Linked DNA regions of Sus scrofa: region 1 is linked to region 2. A link is a contact called in public HiChIP or PLAC-seq data. All regions are on one chromosome and are shown on one strand. The core of a region is the stretch at or near the end of the contact, and the rest is flanking DNA. Distances in the headings are between cores, read along the strand shown.

The links. HiChIP or PLAC-seq counts read pairs in DNA pulled down with a chosen protein or histone mark.
Region 1: a contact with region 2 is called in an H3K27ac HiChIP or PLAC-seq map of alveolar macrophages. The contact joins the enhancer-like site here to the promoter of SNX30 in region 2. A contact is called at or near these places in 9 of 47 Hi-C or Micro-C datasets (alveolar macrophages, embryonic fibroblasts, epiblast stem cells and 3 more) and 2 of 2 datasets of contacts at active chromatin or transcription factors (alveolar macrophages and skeletal muscle).

What each region holds. Positions count from the first base shown.
Region 1 is chr1:253,473,958-253,477,308 of Sscrofa11.1, reverse strand. All of the region lies in intron 1 of SNX30 (sorting nexin-30), which reads right to left. Among named protein-coding and RNA genes, the nearest start is that of SNX30, 47 kb to the right of the region's middle. Within about 2 kb of position 1,863, at least 13 of the 83 cell types and tissues checked have an H3K27ac peak or open chromatin away from gene starts, as enhancers often do. A contact at or near this core is called in alveolar macrophages, embryonic fibroblasts and omental adipose tissue, where this site is marked.
Region 2 is chr1:253,427,184-253,430,442 of Sscrofa11.1, reverse strand. SNX30 (sorting nexin-30) reads right to left here and starts at 1,982. Exons shown (of 9, transcript XM_003122081.6): 1 at 1,511-1,982. The coding sequence starts at 1,666.

The DNA of each region.
Region 1 (3,351 bases), core at 614-3,113, 47 kb before region 2:
AAATTTATTATCGATTGATGGATTGATTGCCTGTCTGACTCCAAACCAGTCTCTAACTTCCACATGAGCAAAGACTTTGTCTTGTTCGCCCCTCCATCCTCGGGTACATAGTAGGTATTCAATAAGCATTTGATGAATGAGTCAGGTTTAGAAGGGACCCAACTCAATCTCTTGCCAGTATACGGTACTTAATAAATGTCTGTTGAATGACAACGAAACTGAGGCTAATGAATCTGAGGAGACTGCCCAGTTCTGACCCCAGTTCCACTATTTAGTCGCATCATGGCTGCAGCAAATGTCTTAATGTCTCTATGCCCTGGTTTCCTCGTTTATATAATGGGAATGATGGGATTGAGTGAGTTAGCATATGGAGCAATTGGAACAGTGCCTGGTACATGGCAGGCACTATATCACCATTAAAATACTCCAAAAAAGAAAGTCAACCCCTCTGCAATTATTCCTACATCCCCTTACAGACTATGGGCCAGGGTTCACAGACAATAAATGCTGCTGAAAACTGAAAGTGCACCTACACTCACAGTGGGTGCCTAAACCACACCTCCCTTGATGATGTTGCTGTAGCAACAGATACATCTACAGGAGCCCTTGGGTGAGTTACATCTACGTGGCTGATAAATGAAAACTCCTCATTGCTCCAAAATACCAGCTCCTACTATATAGGTTTTGTTATAAGAGAACTTCTTCTCCCCGCCACCCCTTTTTACCTAGAAAGAGAAAAACATAACTAGGCCACTGTGGAACTCCCCCAGTTCAAAGAATTTCAATGACAAGGTCCACCATTGTGGCCAGCCAGCCGCAGGATTATTAAATTAACATACATCCCCAGCAAAATTCTATATTACATTAAGGGTGTGTGAAAAGAGTGACCTACATTAGGAGCCAATACAGATTTCATAAAAACAAGTCGTGCTAAAATACTATCTATAATTTCCCTTTTTGATACGATGAGGGGAATGCGGACAACACGACGGTCTAGTTTCAGCAGCACTAGCCAATGGCGCTCACGGCATCCTTAAAGGGGAAGGAGGCTCTCGGGACGCTCAGGCTGTACCTGACTTGGGTTAATTCACCATCCTCCTGCCAGGCACAGAGGAGATGCCTGAAGAATGACTGTGCCCTACACAGAACACTCTTGACTGCTGACTTTGTTAAAGTCAGGCCAACTTTGAACAATAAATTCAAAGGGAAAAAAAAAATCTCAAAATTGCTCCGTTTAAAGACATTTCTAACAAAGCAAAGAACGCAGAGTGAAGCCTGGAAAAGTCCCAAAGCCTGACTAATCAGGAAACGATCATGTTTACGTTAATAAGAATGTTACACACTCATTGAAAAATTACAAATCTAGACTTCCAGATAAACTCAGTGTATTAGTCAGAAGCCTTTGCTTTCTCCCTCTTTCCACCTTCCAGATACAAACTTAACCACCTAGAGAACAGGAGAGAAAGAGCAGTGGTGGGAGCGGGGTGGCGAGAGAAAAACAGTGACTGGAATGGTACCAGACTGGAAACTAGGAAAGGGTACCTACCATCCAAATGTTAAAACTTCTGAAGATTTTCTACAAGAGATCATCGGGATGCAGCTGAGAAAGGAACAAAGAGGTAGCTTTCAACACACGTCACTGAGGTTAGTTAGATTATGAGGGTTATTTACGAAGTAGAAAATATCCTGAACCCTCACACACACTCTACGTTGAATGTGTAATTGTCTGGGGGGATGAGGGTGTGGAAGGGCCCGCAGTGGGGAATGAGGACCTGCAGAGCATTTGGCTGCTGTGAGCAAGGGCTCGAGCCCAGGCGGATACTCTTAAGAGGAGCACCAGCAGAGGGTGTCCTGCCCCCACTGTTTCGTCTCACATGCAAGAGAAAGGTCAGAGGAACACGAAGGCACTGACTGCACTTCCACAAAGTCAGCTGCCTGAACTGGGTGGGTCCACCAAGGACGCAAGTCTTGGTGTCCTTGGATGGGCTCTACCAAGATGAGGAGAGCACCTAAGACAAGAAGGCAGGCAGGCTATACTGGATCCAGACACAGAGAGGGACCAGGCTGAGTCTTCCTGACCAACTGTCCAGGACCCTGGCTGGCTTTCTTCTGATTCATTTTCCCACAGAGAGATCATGCATCTGACCTGTCAAGTGACGACTGGGCTCCACCTAAGATCCAAGAAGACAATTCCAACACATCAAGTAGAAAGAAGGGAATCGAGTAATTCACTTGTTCTGGTGAGAGGCAAGTAACAGGCCTCTATGACCTCATCGGACCCAAGAAAAGCAAAACATGAGGAAAGAAGCACAGTCCTCAAGAGCAGAGAAATACACACATTTGAAAAAGGTTTATCCCATGAAACAGAACACTTTAGTCCACGTCTATTTTATGCTCCCATCAAAAAAAAAAAGATCAGGAATTCCCGACATGGCACAGCAGAAACGAATCTGACTAGGAACCATGAGATTGCAGGTCCAATTCCTGGCCTTGCTCAGTGGGTTGAGGATCCAGCGTTGCCATGAGCTGTGGTGTAGGTCGCAGATGCAGCTCGGATCTGGTGTGGCTGTAGCTGTGGTGTAGGCTGGCAGCTGCAGCTCCAATTAGACCCCTAGGGCTGGGAACCTCCATATGCCATGGGTGTGGCCCTAAAAAACAAAACAAAACAAAAAGTCAAAAAAAGTGGAAGATGGAATAAAAAATTAAAGCAGAAATTAAAAGCAGGAGTTCCCATAGTGGCACAGTGGTTAACGAATACGACTAGGAACCATGAGGTTGCAGGTTCGATCTCTGGCCTTACTCAGTGGATTAAGGATCCGGCGTTGCCGTGAGCTGTGGTGTAGGTTGCAGACTCGGTTCGGATCCCGAGTTGCTGTGGTTGAGGTGTAGCCCGGCAGCTACAGCTCCGATTGGACCCCTAGCCTGGGAACCTCCATATGCCACGGGAGTGGCCCTAGAAAAGGCAAAAAGACAAAAAAAAAAAAAAAAAAAAAAAAAAAAGAAAAGAAAAGAAAAGAAATTAAAAGCAGAAAAGAGCAAAAGCTATAAACAAACCCAACAAACCCAACATTTAATTCTTCTAAAAGCTGAATTAGATAAACCAAAACTTAGGAGGCCTAATCAATACAGAAAGAGGGAGGGGGAGAAATGAGCAATAAGTAACTATTTATATCTTACACCTATGAATGACTGTAAATTATAAGGATGTGCTACGAATAGCTATGCTAATAAACCTGGACATCTCCATGGGTTAGATGGCTTTGCAGGAAAATGTACGGCCAAGGTGAAATTAAACTGAGGCAGAGAAACTCAACAAATAAACAACCTCAGAACTACTGTCAGAGAACTTTT
Region 2 (3,259 bases), core at 733-3,232:
ACCACTCAGTTAAGCTGCTCCCAGATTTCTGACCCACAGGTACTATTTTCAGACGCAAGGTTCTGGAGTAATTGGTTATACAGCAGTAGATAATTAATTCACTATCCTACACAAACCTGAGAAAGAAATTGGAGGTTTAACTTCAGTTCCCCTCCTACATGCATGTAGCACCAAGTTCTCTGTCCTTAAAAAAGCATCAAATTACTCATTCAGTCATTCAGTCAATTTCATATTGAATGTCAAACATGGGCAAGGTATTTCCAAGTGATATAAGCCTTCATACGGTCTCTAATCTTCTATAAAATAAAGAGAAATACAAAGAGCGCCCTTCCAAACACAACTCAAGCTGTTCAATCCATTGCTTTCATTAGCTTAAGATGTCTCTTTCCTAATGCTTTGCCGACCCCTACCCCATCCCCAGCCCCGGCACTCTTTGCTTTCACAAACCCTCTGGGGAAGGTACATCTCCAGCTATTCTGACTGCTCAATGCACTCATACTCATTTTTACTGTACCACATGTCCTTCCATCTAAGAGGGAAAGAAAGTTAGGTTCCCTGATTCCATTTAATTTTGGGACAAGGAGGAATCCACTTAACTATTTTACTAGGACGGGACAAGCGTGATCACAGGGGTTGAGAACAATTCTAATTCCTGCAATTAGTGACTAAGTGGCAACAGTGGCGCTGATACAATCACAGCTCAAGTCCTGGTCACAGCTGAACTAGCAACTCTGCGGGGGGAGGGGGGACGCCGCCCCTTACCCCTCACCGGACTCTGCTGTCTCTCAAGGCAGCGGGAGGGTCATGCTGCTCTAAGGAAAACCAAGAGCCTCTCTCTACACAAAGAAGGTCAAAGGGCGACCTTTCTTTCCATCAAACACAAAACCAGCCTCTGCCAAACCCTAAACAGTGTGGGAGATCGGCAGAGGTGGATGGAGCTCCAAATAGGAAACCACAGGGATACGCTCCTCGCTCCTCCCGCAGCCAGCTGGGGTCTGAGTCAGGTGACTCCTCAGGGCACACAGCAAACCTAAACAAAGATCTCACTCCCCACAAGACAGAACGAGGGTAAGACGCCTCTGGCAGTGAGACCACGGAAAACCATTAACTCTTGCTTCTTGGCAATCCCAGCAAACTGGAGGAGCTACAAGTGACACGGTAGCTCAGCTTTCAGGGATGTGTCCGGAGGATCCGAGACCCCATCCCAGGACCTAGGACCTAGTACTGCACCCACGCCTCCGGCCACAACCGCCAGGCGGGACCCCTCCCCACCAGCTGTCACTGGCGCTCCCGACCAGTCACAGCCGGGCAATTCCGTCCCTTCTGTCCGCTCCCCCTGCGGCTGCGACCCCGCGGGGGCGGCAGAGAGATAATTTTCCCAAGGCTCTGGGGCGAGGGCACGCCTGCCCCCGGAAAGGAGCGCCAGGGTGGGCGCGGCCCGTGCCCAGTGGTGCTCCAGGTATCTCGTCTCCCTAGGGAGCGAAACGATTCCCAGTCCCACGTGCCCTACCTTGTCGCCGAAGCTGCGGGCCATCAGCAGGTCCGGACTGGGCGTGCTGTCGCCGCCCACGGCCTCCTCGCTGCTGGAGCCGGCCAGCGGGTGCGGCATGTCGCGCAGGGAGTGGGGCCCCGTGGACGGCAGGGCCTTGGGGGGCCTGCCCGACATGGCGCGCACCGCTCGGGACTCGCCGCCGCCGCCGCTTCCTCCTGCTGCCCGCCGCCGCGGGCTCCCCCAGCGCCCGGGCCAAGGCCCCGCTCGGCCGCGGCTCGGTCGGAGGCCCAGCACCAACCGGTCTGGAAGCCGCCGCCGCCGCCGCCGCCGCCGCCACCCGCGGGCTCCTGTCTGCCCGCGCTGGGTCGGCTGAACTGTGCTACCCAGCTCCGCGCCGCGCGCCCCGACTCTGCTCCCGAGCCCGTGGCGGGTCCGCTCGCACCTTGGCCCCGGCGCCAGCCCAGCCCGCACCGCCACGCCGCCCAGCCCGCTCGCGGCCCCGCCCCCGCGGCGCCCGGCCGCTCTGGGAGGGGGCGGGGGCGGGGAGAGGAGGGCGGAGGGAGGGGCACGGGGGAGGGGGGAGGCGGGCAGCTCCGCCCCCGGCCGCCGTCCCGCAGGAAGTGCGCCGGGAGCCCTCCGCCGCTGTCCTCCGAGAGTCCAGGCTCGCCTCCGGGAGGCCGGCCCTTGCAGGCTGCGCGCAGACCCCCGGAGCGGATATTTAACGGAAATCAGGGGTGGAGAAAGACGTTGGAGGATCTTGTTCCGTTCCACCGCGATCACTGGTGCACCCAGAGGCAGCCGCGCTTGGAGCTGGGGGCTTTAGGACACGCACGGGAGTGGGGATCTTCTGGCCTCTAAAATAATCCAAAATGGAAGATATTACGACGCATATTATAAGAATGGCGTAAAAAGATTATGAGGCTCCCAGGGGATCGAGAACATCGGGCAAGGAACCTGGAAGAGAATTCGAGGAGGCGTGTGGGGTTTCTTCCGATGCAAGATCCCCGTGGTTTTGCATCTGCGGGTCACCCGGGTTTATGTAAGGTTAAACCTCAGAAGAGTGAGCATCAAGAAATAAAGGCAGGGAGTGCTACCCAGGATCAATGACCCTTACACTCACACCTTGACCGAGGCTCCCGTTAGTTTTCATTCTTTTGTGCTTCCTTTCCAGGCCTTTGGCTGGGCTGGATTCTGAGGTTTTTATGTGCCAGCAGAATGGAGATTGCCAAAGCCTCTTGGCTCTTTGAAGTTTACCTCCTTTTTCCACCTTACCTGGCTTCACAGCTTCTGCGCTCAGGGCCAAGTCTGTAGAGGTCCTCAACCTGCTGTAAGAACAGGTCGATACTCACAAAGTAATGGGTAGAGGGGCCCGTTGTGAAGGGAGCACGTTTTTCTTTGCCCCTGTCGCCAAACACTGGGTTCGTCCACTTTCACCCGGCTAATCTTGAAGCTGGGATTGACTGTGGTCTCCACCGCGCTGTTTTTTTCTAGAATACCTCATCATTCTATATACTTCAGCAGGAAGAGAATGCAGAGGGTTTATGCTAACACACAATAACACCCAGGGATTCACGGAGCTTCAGAGACCTTACCTTGTTTTCTCTAGTGCAAGTCATCTGGCCTCAAGGCTTGAGTTCTCATCTTTTCTCTCCCCTATGTGGGTCTGTCTTGGTTGTGGAGAACAGGACCAGGGGGCACTGGAAACAGATTTAAATGCGGCATCTACCTCACAGGAATGCCCATGTCTGGTCCTCTTGGAGTTGAGTA